Regions from separate parts of the Ovis canadensis genome. Here region 2 is linked to region 1. Evidence: chromatin contacts called from public Hi-C data. All regions are on one chromosome and are shown on one strand. The core of a region is the stretch at or near the end of the contact, and the rest is flanking DNA. Distances in the headings are between cores, read along the strand shown. Region 1 has its middle 24 kb from the start of RASSF6. Region 2 holds the start of LOC138442635 (growth-regulated alpha protein-like).

Evidence for each region. Hi-C and Micro-C count contacts between places; a contact is called where the count stands out from the background.
Region 2: a contact with region 1 is called in a Hi-C map of lung, with 4 times the contacts expected there. The contact joins the promoter of LOC138442635 here to the enhancer-like site in region 1. A contact is called at or near these places in 2 of 2 Hi-C or Micro-C datasets (fibroblasts and lung).

What each region holds. Positions count from the first base shown.
Region 1 is chr6:105,313,634-105,320,910 of ARS-UI_OviCan_v2, forward strand. No RefSeq gene overlaps it. Among named protein-coding and RNA genes, the nearest start is that of RASSF6, 24 kb to the left of the region's middle. Within about 2 kb of position 4,663, the one cell type or tissue checked has open chromatin away from gene starts, as enhancers often do. A contact at or near this core is called in fibroblasts, where this site is marked.
Region 2 is chr6:105,688,780-105,695,444 of ARS-UI_OviCan_v2, forward strand. It overlaps LOC138442635 (growth-regulated alpha protein-like), which reads left to right and starts at 5,028. Exons shown (of 4, transcript XM_069594357.1): 1 at 5,028-5,270; 2 at 5,350-5,473; 3 at 5,587-5,670; 4 at 6,522-6,665. The coding sequence starts at 5,183. The coding sequence ends at 6,537.

The DNA.
Region 1 (7,277 bases), core at 3,413-5,912:
AGAGGCAGTGGTTCACAAAATAGATTTCAGTACCCATGCCCTTTCAACTAGAACATGCCTCCTCTTTCTAAATGAGTCTGATAAAGATTTCCTGAGATGAATGATGCTTTTTGCATTTCAGTTTCAGCCACTGTTTTTGTAAGAACCTGACAATCATGGGCATGAATGATAGGTATCAGTTTTAAAATGTAATAGCAAATAGAGAAGACTTTCTCTAAGGCAGTAGAATTAAATACCATATCAATCTAATTCACATGACGCAGTCTGATACAATTCAATGCAGCACTTTACAGCAAAAAGTGATGCGTTGTCATACAAAGCAGTATCTCACTGCCGCTGCAGGACAGGGGCCTTGGCGGCAACCTCATCTCAAGTCTTGGGTTGTGGCGCCCTCTCGTGGCAGACACTGAGACTTTTTTGTGACTGCTACAAATGCACTTTTCATTTAATGGAAAAACTGTCAGTCTAAGAATGGAAAGGAGCTGATATACAGCAGCCAGCTTTATTATGCCACAGAGGCCACAGATTAAGAGACTTGCCTAAGCTGCCACCTCAGCTAAAGTAACTAATCGTGCTGTCCATGCGATTACTTTTTTCGTTTTATTTTCATTTGTGACACATACAGAAAAAATAGTAATCAGCCTCTTCTTCAGTCTAAAGATAGGAGACTGGAATGGCAAATGCAGGAGGGTCAGAAACATATAAAGGATTAACACAACAGGAATATAAAAATAAAATATATAATGGAATATAATATAAATAGGAAAAATCTGCATCCTTTAATATATAAGCATCTTCCTTCATGGTGAGAGATCAGCTGCTCCTATGTTGTTTGGAGACAGCAAGGAGAATGTTAATGATTACAAATTCCTTATTTTTCAAAATGTACATGCATAATGTTTTCAAATCATATTTATTGAACACCTACTGTGCTTCAGGTTCAAATGAAATACCACCCCCCCCCACACACGCACACACACCCCGCTAAGCAATTTCATCTGAACAGTAGGCTCCTTTTCCTCCCTCACATCTTCGCTGAGGATGATGAAAGCTTTCTTGGTGCCAGGCACTGCGCTGAGTACCAGTGAAGCTCATGGTCATGGGCTGACTCTCATTTCCTTTGGCAATGTGTCCTCTGATTGAATATGGTGTTTTACAGCCTCCCATACCACTGGAGCAAACTCAGGTGATCCACTTAGGTGCCTCTTGGCTCAGTTTTTATGGAAAATAGACAAGGATAGTAATTCTGCTTTGAAAAAATCCTGGTGCTCAGGGCTTTTGGTATTTTTGAGAATGGATATCTGAATCACATCACCAGAAAGCCTCTGAGACAAGCAGAGATGTCAGCTAAAGGAGATACAAGGAGATAAAACCAGCCAGTCCTAAAGGAAATCAACCCTGAATATTCATTGAAAGGATTGATGCTGAAGCTCCAATACTTTGGCCACCTGATGCGAAGAGCTGACTCCTTGGAAAAGACCCTGATGCTGGGAAAGATTGAAGGCAGGAGGAGAAGGGGATGACAGAAGATGAGATGGTTAGATGGTACCACTGACTCAACAGACATGAGTTTGAGCAAACTTTAGGAGATGGTGAAGGACAGGGAAGCCTGGCGTGCTGTGGTCCATGGGGTCGCAAAGAGTCAGACGCGACTGAGCGACGGAACAGCAGCCGTGGATAATGGAGGCGGGAGACCACGTTAGTCACAGTGATGGGGACCATAGTTCTTTCCATTTCATTTCCTTGCCCAAGTTTCCCCTAGGAAGAAAGATCCCAAGGTTTGTGGAAGAGCTGCTCCTTGTATGTACGTAAGCAAGTGGATCCCAACAGTGTGGAGTGGCCTGCAATCCCACTGGACATGGCTGTGCCCTGGTTTCTCCTTCGTCATCTCAGACACTGGAGTATTGTGAGCAGATGGCCTTCAGCTCAGACCCTTCAGCAATTGCCTCAGCTGCTGAGGCGACCTGCTGAGGGGAGCTGATCTCACCCAAGGTCATGTCCTTCCGGGCCCTGCCCACATCCACTGACTGATAAAGAGATATAAAGACCCATTGGACTAGAAACAGGACAACTCTGATGGACCATTGCAGCCCCAGAAATGATCACTTAAGTTATGCCTTATCATTTAAGCTATGCCTTCGATAATTTATTTAAAGTTTCTCTTATTGTTTGAAATGAAGATACTATTAAATTTTAATTCTTACTAGTAGTTGAATGGTAACATCTTAAGCATGTAATTCTTCTCTTTCTTAAAGATTATTTACATAGACTAAATCCCTATGATCAGCCTTAACAACTCAAAGCACAAGTATATTTTTATACCTCCTGACTTCTAGGGCCTAATTGTTTTTCAAAAGGGCCATGAAAGTTTACAGAGGCATACATCTAAATATATGTTTCTGTATAGCTCACACCTTGCAAGTATTTCCAGCTCGGGTATTTGAGGACTCTTAAAAATTCTGCCCAGTTTTTCTTGGCATAAAGAAAATTTATTTGGCTAACTTTGAAATTTTGTGCTGATGATGTCGAAAAAATTTATCCAAATTTGAGTGATGAGGATGAGAGATTTTATCAGTTTGCTCCACTGAAAGTTGCTGTTAATTTGATGAAACCAACCAGTTCCTTCTCATTCACATTATAACTTTGGGCTTACAAATCTCCTTCTCAGTCTTTTTTTTTTTTTTAATCTGTTTCATGTTTACTAGGGAGAAGTATTTTATATGGTTTGTTGCTGAAAAGCTCACATGGTTTTAAGAAAGAGAAAAATCTGTCCTGAAACTCCAGAAGCTGGGCTCATACTCCCAGCGAGACCTTCACGTTCTTTTAAAATAAACAATTTCACAGAACAGTGACATCAGACAAGCCGCTCTGTGATCATGATGGGTCCAGACACAAACAAGACCGTAACCACAACTGAGCACAGACTAAACCATGAAAATGGAGTAAGCCACAAAAAATAATCGGCTATTCCCACATCCAGGCTGATGAGCGTGCCTGTGGCTTCTTTACTCCTTACTGTTTTAGCCTAACTCTAGTCATCCCTCTGTTTAGGTTGATTTATTAAGAGACCCAATCATAAAATTAGGGCTTCTTTGGTAGCTCAGCTGGTAAAGAATCCGCCTGCCATGTGGGAGACCTGGGTTCAATCCCTGGGTTGGGAAGATGTCCTGGAGAAGGGAACGGCTACCCACTCCAGTATTCTGGCCTGGAGAATTCCATGGACTGTGTAGTTTATGGGGTCTCAAAGAGTTGGACACCACTGAGCGACTTTCACTTCACCTCACTTTAATCATAGAATTGCCCCACTTCCTAATAACATCCAACCTAAAGCAAAGCCCTGCTTCCTAATCCTCCCCAAATCACCTAACACAAGCCCAAAATCTAAAAGAAATTCTTCTGAATGAATGCCATCTTCTTGTGAGTTCACCCTCCAAGGTGTGAGTTCTGTCTCACACAAGGAGAAGTACACACTGCTTGTTCAATCACAGTGGATTCCCAGTGAAGGGTGTGATACCTTTACTTCAACTATTGATCATCTCAACTTAACTTGATTAGAACTTGCAGACAAAGGTTGATTTATCTTACCCTAGCTTTTCAGGTTGGGGCTTCCCAGGTGGCCCAGTGGTAAAGAACATGCCTGCCAACGCAGGAGACTTAGGTTCAATCCCTGGGTCAGGATGATCCCCTTTGCGACAGTCCTGCTGCTAAGTCGCTTCAGCCATGTGCACCTCTGTGCGACCCCAAAGATGGCAGCCCACCAGGCTCCCCCATCCCTGGGATTCTCCAGGCAAGAACACTGGAGTGGGTTGCCATTTCCTTCTCCAGTGCATGAAAGTGAAAAGTGAAAGTGAAGTCTCTCAGTCATGTCTGACTCTTAGCGACCCCATGGACTGCAGCCTACCAGGCTCCTCCATCCATGGGATTTTCCAGGCAAGAGTACTGGAGTGGGGTGCCATTGCATTCTCCATGGGGTCGCAAAAGAGTTGGACATGAGTTAGCAAGTAAATAGCAGCAACAGCAGCAGCTTTCCAGGTTAACCTCCCTGTGTGTGCTAAGCCTCTTCAGTTGTGTCCGACTCTTTGGGACTCTGTGGACCATAGCCCACCAGGTTCCTCTGTTCATGGGATTTCCCAGGCAAGAATACTGGAGTGGGTTGCCATGCCCTCCTCCAGGGTATGTTCCTGACCTAGGGATGGAACCTGCATCTCTTACATCCCCTGCATTGGCAGGCAGGTTCTTTATCACTAGCGCCATCTGGGAAGCCCTAACGTCTCTAATTTATACAACATTTTCTCTCCTGATTCCTCAATCTTTCAGTATTCTTTTCTTTAGACAAATAATAGATCAACAAAATGTTAAATGCTTGACAACCTTACTCATTCCCAAGTGTTTGAATAAATGAGTGTGGCATTTGTTTATTTATCATAGAAACATAGAAACGCTTATGGAGAGATGACTGTTCAGATTCTGTTTGGCTTGGTGCACGTCTTGCCATTTGCGTGTCAGGTATTTTGAAACTTTGTGGTTTCCTCTGAGCCACCTCTCTGCAGGTAAGTAGAAAGATCCATGGGGCACGAAGGGAAGGCCAAGGGGAAGTGTGCGGAGATGTAGAGGCTGTAGAGGCCTCTGTCATGATCGCAAGGGCTGTGTCAGGGGGCTGACCTGGGGCAGCCAAATTCCCAGCTGTCAACAAGTGAAGTCAGTGGAGAACCTGAGTCATGCTCCATATATGTAAGGTTTTGAATTCCTAGAGGAAAATTTCATGGGGGAAATGGCTTTGAACAAAATGAGAAGCAGTCTGTTTGGTCATGTTTTATTTCTCAATATGGCTTCCTGTCCTTCGACTAAAAGGTACCTATGACTGATAACATTTTCCTCCAAATTCTCAGAAGATGAAGCTTGTTTTCCTTGAGTTTGACCTAATGTGTATTTCACATAGTTACACAAGTTGGTGAATAGTACTATGATTGACTCAGCATGAACGCCTTTATTCTTCTGAACTTATCATAATGAATTTCAAATGACAAAATCTGCATGAGCTGCATAAAAATGATCTGATCACTGCTTGGGTCTGGAGAGAATTCTATATCTTTTACTCCAAGAAAATGTCCACAAGGAAGCCCTTATACTATAGCACGTAGAAAGTAAATCCTTCATTTAAAATAATTTCAAACACCAAAGTAGAAAGTGCTGGTTATTTACCAATGATGAGCTTTCAGTTGCAGAAAACCCGAGTCAGTGAGATTTAAACAATAATGTGGATTTATTGGCTCATGCAACTGAAAGTCAAAGGACAATCCCGCATCAAACATGTTTTGGTTAAGACTGCTCTTCATTCTGGCTTTATCCCAAGCTGGAATATCACCCACAGTTACAAAGATGCATGATCACAAAGGGGGACAGGCTTCCTTGTCCATTTCCGGGGTAGAAAATGGCACTTCTCACCTTACCAAATGATACTTCCTATTTTTTCACGCAGATTGAACTAAGATACATTGACCATAGTTGCAATGGATATGAGAATAGGCTGCTTGACCATCACCTGGACCTGGAAGTGGCTAAATCCCCTTTCACATCATGGTTACTGTGTAACTGCTACATGCTTACTACAGGTATTTCCTTAAAGGAAAATCAGAGATTTAATGGGTAGGGGGAACAAAGGGAATAGATGCTGGTCAGGTCTGTCCAGGACTTTGCGTTTAATTTCCCTATTAGAAATGATGGGCTTCCTTGGTAGCTCAGCTGGTAAAGAATCTGCCTGCAATGCAGGAGACCCCAGTTCGATTCCTGGGTTGGGAAGAACCTCTGGAGAAGTGATAGACTACCCACTCCATTATTCATGGGCTTCTCTGGTGGCTCAGACAGTAGAGAATCCACCTGTAATTTGGGAGACTTGCATTCAGTCCCTGGGTTGGGAAGATCTGCTGGAAGAGGGCATGGCAACCCAGTCTAATATTCTTGCCCAGAGAATCCTCATGGACAGAGGAGCCTGGTGGGCTACAGTCCATTGGTTTGCAAAGAGTCAGACATGACTGAGCAATTAAGCACATTAGAAGTAATATCTCATTTTACCTATAAGTGGCAGTATTGGGCTAAAAAGATGGGGCCTAGACTTAGCTTGGCCTACAGTGTAGGTACTCAGTCATGTCAGACTATTTGTGACCCCATGGACTGTAGCCTGGTTAGCTTCTCTGTCCATGGGATTTCCCAGGCAATCGTATTGGAGTGGGTTGCCATTTCCTTCTCCAGGGGATCTTCCCTACCCAAGGGTCGAATCCACCTCTCTTGGGTCTCCTGCATCTCCTGCATTGCAACTGGGTTCTTTACCACTTAAGCCATCTAGGAAGACTACTTAGGCTGCAACCATTCAACCCTTCTGTCCACAATTACAAGCAATGTGGTTTTATGCAAGTCACTGAACCACTCCTTGCCTCGACACCTTCATTTGTAAGATGAAATTGGTAGAATCTTCCTTGTAGAGCTGCTATGAATTTTCCATGGGGAGATGCATACACAGCACTTGGCATAGTGCCTGTCGATTTCTAATACTTGCAACAATATATTTGCAAGTCAAACAGCCATTCGATGGCCTCTCTAAGGTATTGTTTTATCTGTTTGGGTACCTGCCATCTGCCCAAAATGTTCTGGAGTTTTTCTTCCCATCCTTAGGACATTTTATCAATTAACTAATTTAAGTAGACTCAATTCTTTAACCCAGAGACTAGCAGTCTGATACTGAAGGAGCGATGTATTGTGATATATTGTGCTATAAATGGTCCCCCGAAGCCCCACCAGGTGTTCATGATCAGGTGATTCCTTTGCAGCGTAAATTTCATTCTGAAATGGTTTGAATACAGGGTACCAGCAGCAACTTACTGGGTCTCCTTAGTTTCTTGTTGGGAAAATCACCACAGAAGGCCTGCTAAACCCACCCAGGGCAATAATGTTTTGATTATTCCTTGCTTACCTCCTTTGGCTAAAGCAATTGGAAGGCTGAATATATGCATATGGCAAGAATGAAGTAATTTCTTTTGGCTTGCAACACTTCATTGCATCTTCATTGAAGGTAGTGGTGAGGTGGGGGAACAGGGAGAAGGGAGATGGAATTATTCTAGTTATTTGTCTTAAAAGTCATCTATGAAGGGGCTAAGATGGAGCTTGGGCAACAGCCCTTTGGGAAAATTTATCTAAACTTTGTAAAACATAAAGCAGATAAATTAGGGTGATTGCTTCAGATTGCTCTTTGTTTTTCCAAATGATTTATCTCACGTACTTAC
Region 2 (6,665 bases), core at 3,778-6,277, 380 kb after region 1:
GACAGGGTTGGCAATTGTGGGCACAACTTCCCAAGGCCAGCATGAGGAGAGCAGCAGGGCACAGACCATTTCTGAAGCTCCATCATCTGGGGATACAGCACCAACTCTGGACTTTTAAAATCTTTATTTATTTGGCTGCACCAGGCTTAAAGTGCTGCATGTGGGATCTAGTTCCCTGACCAGGTACTGAACCCAGGCCCCCTGCATTGGGAGCCTGGAGTGTTAACCACTGGACACCAGGGAAGTCCCACAACTCTGGATTTTAAAGGCAGATTAGATAATGTCAATCAAACCTGGATAATGCTGTAAATATGGTAGCTCAAAATGAAATTTAGCTACTAATTCTTTTAATATAGGGTTGGCTCTATACTTTTAAAACTGGTGATTGCCTTAGTTGAAAGTTTGTGTATATACATTTGTGATTCAGCTCATAAAATGAGTAATTAGTTAGGGAAGATGTTTTTTAAAACAAGAAGGGAAGAACTGGGTTACTTTAGTAGGTTTCAGAATACTATTGCTTTTTATTTTTTAATTTTTTTCTTTTGTTTTTGGCTATGTTGTGAGGCTTGCAGAATCTTTTTTCCCCAACCAGTGACGGAACTCAGACCCTTCATAATGAAAGTGTGGACCACTAGACCATCAGGGAATTCCCACATTATTGCATTTTAAATGATCTGAAAAATAATATAGTGCCATTAAGGATTAGATTTTGAGAACTGATATATTAAAGTAGAAAAAATCTTTTGCACTTTATTTTGTAAGAAATAAATGTTCATTAAGCAATGTTTATTAAGACAATATACAAATTCTTAGGCATAAAGTTGAAGATAATTCTACAAATACAATGCTGCTTCTTGATATGGTTTATCCTTTTGGCTACTACAGTTTTGATTCTTTATTCATTCACCCTGAGTATTGGCTTATGCCAATACTTTGGTTTGGATCTGGAAAGCATTAGAGCAAAGATTCTCTGGTTTCTTAAGTTATAAAGAGAATAAATGTCTGGGTAGTCTCCAATTAATGCTGAAGGCAAAATATTTTAGGTAATAAAATATGACAAAGTGCTCAAACAAAGTCAGTAGAAAACTGTGATCCTTATTTCAGCAAATAAGAGCTGATGGTATTGCTCAGTTCGCTTCTGGGAAACTCTCAGGGTGGAGGCATTATTCCTGACCTGATTTTTGAGTTGAAGTCCACTGATTTGGAAAATCAAACCGCTAGATGAATAGATATGGATTTTATTAAATTCAAGTATATAATATTCATGACACAAAAGAAAATTCTTGTTGTCAGTGAAATAAAATACTGGAGACTCAAGTAGTTGGCTATTTTCAAGTTTTAGGAAAGGCGAAGTTGAACTATTCAACCATGAGAATAACAAAACAAACTGCCCTTGTGAAGTTAAGTGTCATTTGTTTCAGGAAAAATAAGTAATTTTTTTATTGTGAAGTGGCTAAAGCTACACTACCTGAAGCTCAAATTCTGAATTATCTTAACTCTGAGATCTTGGCAACTTATTAATAGTTTCCCTGTGGGGGAAAAATTGTGAAGAAAATAAACTGGTGACTATTTCATGAGGCAGTTAAGACTAAGTGGGTTTTACATATATGTAAAAGATTTAGAATATTGCCTATTACATCAAAGTGTTATTTATGATAGCACTTCCTGTTTACTTAGCATCTCATAAACACATAAAACATGTCAGTTACTAGGATGTTGAAGAAAAAAGGAAAGATCTGCAGAAGTTTGTTTCTTGAACAGAAGTTTAAAAGTCTTAATAACAATCTCATGTTTTCTGTCCTTTATACTTTTTTTTTTAGTTTTTTATTTTTAAATTTTAATATCTTTAATTCTTACGTGCTATAATAAGCAGATATACATTTTAATCAGAAAAATAAAATCAAATTTTTTTTTAACTTTTAAAGAATAGATATTATGTCTCTGACCCTTGAAAACATGGGGGTTATGGGTACAGTTTGAAAATCCAAGTATAAGTTTTGACTTTCCAAAAACTTAACTACTAATCACCTACTGTTGACTGGAAGCCTTACCAATGGCATAAACAGTCAATTAATACGTATCTCATTTAGTCACTACATTGTGTCTGACTCTTGAGACCTCATGGACTGTAGCCCACCGGGCTCCTCGTCTGTGGGGATTTTCCAGGCAAGAATACTGGAGTGGGTGGCTATTTCCTTCTCCAGGGGATCTTCCCAACTCAGGGAGAGAACCCGCATCTCCTGTGTTGGCAGGAGGACTCTTTATACCGCTGAGTCACCAGAGAAGCCCATATGTATTATATATTTTATTCTTAAAATAAAGAAAGCTAGAGTAAAGAAAATTAGGGCAGTTTTATTAGGAAAATTTTAACAGAAAAAATCCATTTACATTACTGTACTGTATTTATTGATACTTTAAGTTTGCCATATGTTTATAAGATGAATCATCTGTCAGTATCTCCACCAACATTGTCTTATTTAATACAAAACACTATAGATGTTATATGCACTAATAACATGACTCATCAAAAATGAAAGATAATGTAAAATTCATATTTAATTACAGATATAATGATTAATGCATTGATAACAAGGAAGCAATATGATTGCTTTGTGGTAGCTTAGTATAATTGATACAATTGCTTCACAGTAGCTTAGCCTATATTCTAATGAATGAACCACTATAAAAACCTTATGGCCAACAGTATTACAGTCATATTCATAACACAGTATTAGAAACATGGTTACATTTTTTTTAAAAATTTACCTGTGATGATAGTTTCTCCAATTGTGAAATAGAGAGGCATACATAAAACAGGAAGAAAGCTACCACATTAAGTTTATATTAAATATCACTCACCTTATATCTATGTAAGAACAGACTAGTATTTACATGGATTCTATCCATTCATGACATAGCAACTTTTTCCTAGTTTTTTTTGACATTTCTAGGCTACATGGTTAGCCTGCAAGTTTTTTTTTTTTCAAATTGCCACAAATCTCCAAAATTTTTTCCAATATGTTTATTGAAACAAGTCTGTGTATAAGTGGACCTATGCAGTTTGAGCCCATGTGGTCCAAGTGTTAAGTGTTGTTGTTGTTCGGTGGCTGTCATGTCTGACTCTTTGCAGCCCCATGGACTGCAGCATGACACCCTTCCCTGTCCTTCACGATCTCTCAGCGTTTGCACAAACTCATGTTCGTTGAGTCAAGTGTCAAGTATATTTCCAATTAAGAATCCCAGAAAAATAAAAATAACAACAGTATCTAGGCAAATTCTCAATTATTGCTAAGTGACTCATATTTAATAAGCTTTAGGTCATCTTTCATTCCCTACTCTTTTTTAAAAAAATTAAATTTCCTGTTCTTTATCTTAGGACTATACTGACCAAAAAAAATGTAAAGACAAATCTTTATTATAGTCTAGTTATTCTTAATCTTTTCTAATAATCAAAATGAGAGATCTTCACTTTTCACATTTTGTAGTTGAAATGACTAAAACTAGAATTATAAGATTACTCAACAAACTAGATACCAAAAAATGTACTCTGTTTTCTCTTAAAAAATATGCAAACATTTTATGTTGGAAGAGTTTTTATTTTTACTTTGTTTTTTTTTTCAATAATTCTTTTCTCTTTGTGCAAAGATTTTATCCTGATTAATTTCAGCTTAGTAATATGGAAAAAGCAATTTCCATTTTAGTTTTTAAAAAATTATTTATAGCATTTAATATGTACAGGTGTTTTCAAATGCTAATACATTTATTCACGGTAATGCTGGTTAAAGTAAATATTACAGTTCATCTCTATTTTACAGATGAGAAACTAAGGCACAGACAATTAAATGCCATGGATCAGTATTTCCGAGAGCTGAAATTCCTGCTTTGCAGCCTGGATCAGAGACCTGCTCTGTGTCTTTACCCACCCTTCCAACCTCCCCTCCCCTCTCTTGCTTACCACTTGCTTATCCCCTCACTTTTAACAGATCTGCATCCAGAATCACTCCTAAATATCTGAAACCTACCTGAGCATAATCCAACAAAGGACATTAAAACTAAGGGTGAAAAATAAACTACACAATTATGATGTCTTCAATCAACTGCTTGAAGTGTCTTTTTAGAAATCAGTACAAATAAAATATGACAACAATTATTTCTCTGGAAGGAAATCAAATCACTGGAAGCAGAATAGTCCATATAAGATGAAGATAAAATGAGATTTGTGACCATCAGACAAGTAAATGGTATGACATTCATGATTTTAGCTCTTAGATACTTCACAGGAACACCCGTTTTTTTGGTTAGAAGAGTGAAGGGTGCTACCCTCACTACTGGCACTAGGCATTCCTCGCCCCCGCGCCCCGCCCCCCCCCCAACTCCAATTCCTGTGACTTATTTTGTTCTTGAACAAAACTAGAAACTGAACCCGGACACACCTTTCTCTCCCTGGAATAGGTCCAAATGACCACTTGTCCCTTAGTTCACGGATTAATCAAATCAACACACTCTACGCAAAAAAAAAAAAAAGCTGGTATTCATGAATCTACTCGAGGTCTGGAAGTTCCAGAATTTCACCGGGGAAGGAAGCTTTGTAGGATTGCGACACTTTAGTTGCAATGTAAACACAAAATTAAACTTTTGATACTGGTCATCCCCTCACTACTGCGGGGATAATATGACATGAGGTGTGATTTATTTGTGCTCGTAAAATACCGGGAAGTAAGAGAACATTCTCACGCATAATTTGAGATGATCTGTCCTTTAAGAGTGTACTTATGCAGACGTGGATAAAATCATCAAGTCCCAAGACACTTAAGTGTAAGTAACACGTGGAAAATCAGTTCTCTCTGGGTCCCTCCTCCCTGGCCTTAATTCCCTCAATCTTAATAACTAACGTTTGTCACTATGCCTGTCTCCTCTAAGATGTGACAACACTTCTTGCAAGGCGACTCACCCTCCGGTGGGGATTTGGGTACGTGGATGACACTCTGAGTGCGCAGATTACGCTTGAGGCGGGCGGGGCCCCCTTCCTTCCGGACCGGGAATTTCCCTGGCCCCGGGGCTGGCAACTCCCTTCTGATCAGGATAAAAGGGGTTCACCCGGCTCGGGGAGCCACAGAGTCCGCTCAGCCCGCGCTCCCGCCAGCCTTCCCGCCGCAGACACAGACCCCCAGAGCTGAGGCCCATGGCCCGAGCCGCGAACCCCGCCGCCCGGCTCCTCGGCGCCGCGACGCTGCTCCTGCTCCTGGTGGCCGCCGGCCGGCGCGCAGCAGGTGAGACCCGGATCCCCAGGGCGGGACCGGAACGGGTGCCCGTGAGGACAGCCCCTAACCCACTCTGTCCTTCCCGCAGGGGCGCCCGTGGTCAACGAACTGCGCTGCCAGTGCCTGCAGACCGTGCAGGGGATTCACCTCAAGAACATGCAGAGCGTGAAGGTGACGCCCCCGGGCCCCCACTGCGGCCAAACCGAAGTCATGTAAGTGTCACCTCTGTTGCTGTCCTCGTCATCACCACCCACCGTGCCGATGCCCCCACCCCACCCCTCAAATGGACCCCCCGCTTCACGTAGATTCTTCCTTCTCTCTGCAGAGCCACTCTCAAGACTGGTCAGCAAGTGTGTCTCAACCCCGCCGCCCCCATGGTTAAGAAAATCATCGATAAGATGCTGAACCAGTGAGTTGTGGTTTTTATTCATCGCCTGACTAGAGTCATTCTGCCTGCTGAAAGTTATGTCAGAGAAACCTAGGATTAAGCTGAAAGAATGAAAAAAAAATCATTATTTCAGAATTAAATTTGCCGTTAGGGTCATTAATCTGCTCTGGTGTCAGAAGGACACTTCCGCTGCCTCCTGGCCTGCTCGCTCGTGGAGTGTGGGTAAATGTATGTTTCTAAAAGATGAAGCCCCAGGGATTGAATCCCTGTCTCCTGTATTGTAGGCAGATTCTTTACCATCTGAGCCACCAAGGAGCCCAAAAGGTGAAGCAGAGTTAGCCAATGATGCTAAAATGCTTCCTATCTCTTAAGGAACAAATACCCTTTACCTCGAGTTTTTCATGAGCTTCAGACCTGAGAGGTAAAACTCTTGGGCTTGGGTCATATGGAACTCAGGCTTGGTGGTGAAGCCAGGGACTTTTCAGGGGAACGTCCCTCCCCCTGGCCTCTGCCAACACAGTGCAAGCCTAGATTCCACCCTTTACTATTCCTGTAACCCCAGGGAAAGTACTTAATCTCTTTAAGTCTCAGTAACATGGGGAATAATAGTAATAGGTATTTAATGGAGTTTACCATGTGGCTTAAGTGATGTCATGCATGTATTTTTTTTAGCTCAAGGTGGCATTATGTTCTCGCTTTTTGAAAATAGTAAGATTGCTAGCACAGACTCCATGTTCCTAATTAAATAGCATTTAGGAGCCTGGCATTTTCTGTCATACAGTGTAGCACTGGTCTAGGTAGCAACCACATAGTGCAGGGCTGTGAGGTCAGTTTTGGGAGTCCTACTAACAGTAACCATTTTCTCATTGCAGGGCTAGTGCCAACTGATCAAGAGAGATGGAAGGAGCTTCTTGACTATTGCAGCAGCCTCAGTGGAATTGAAGTAAAAGAAGAGAAACAAATGGCTCCCAGGGCCATCTGGACTGTGTTTAATGTATTTGGCTGTTTCTTATGAG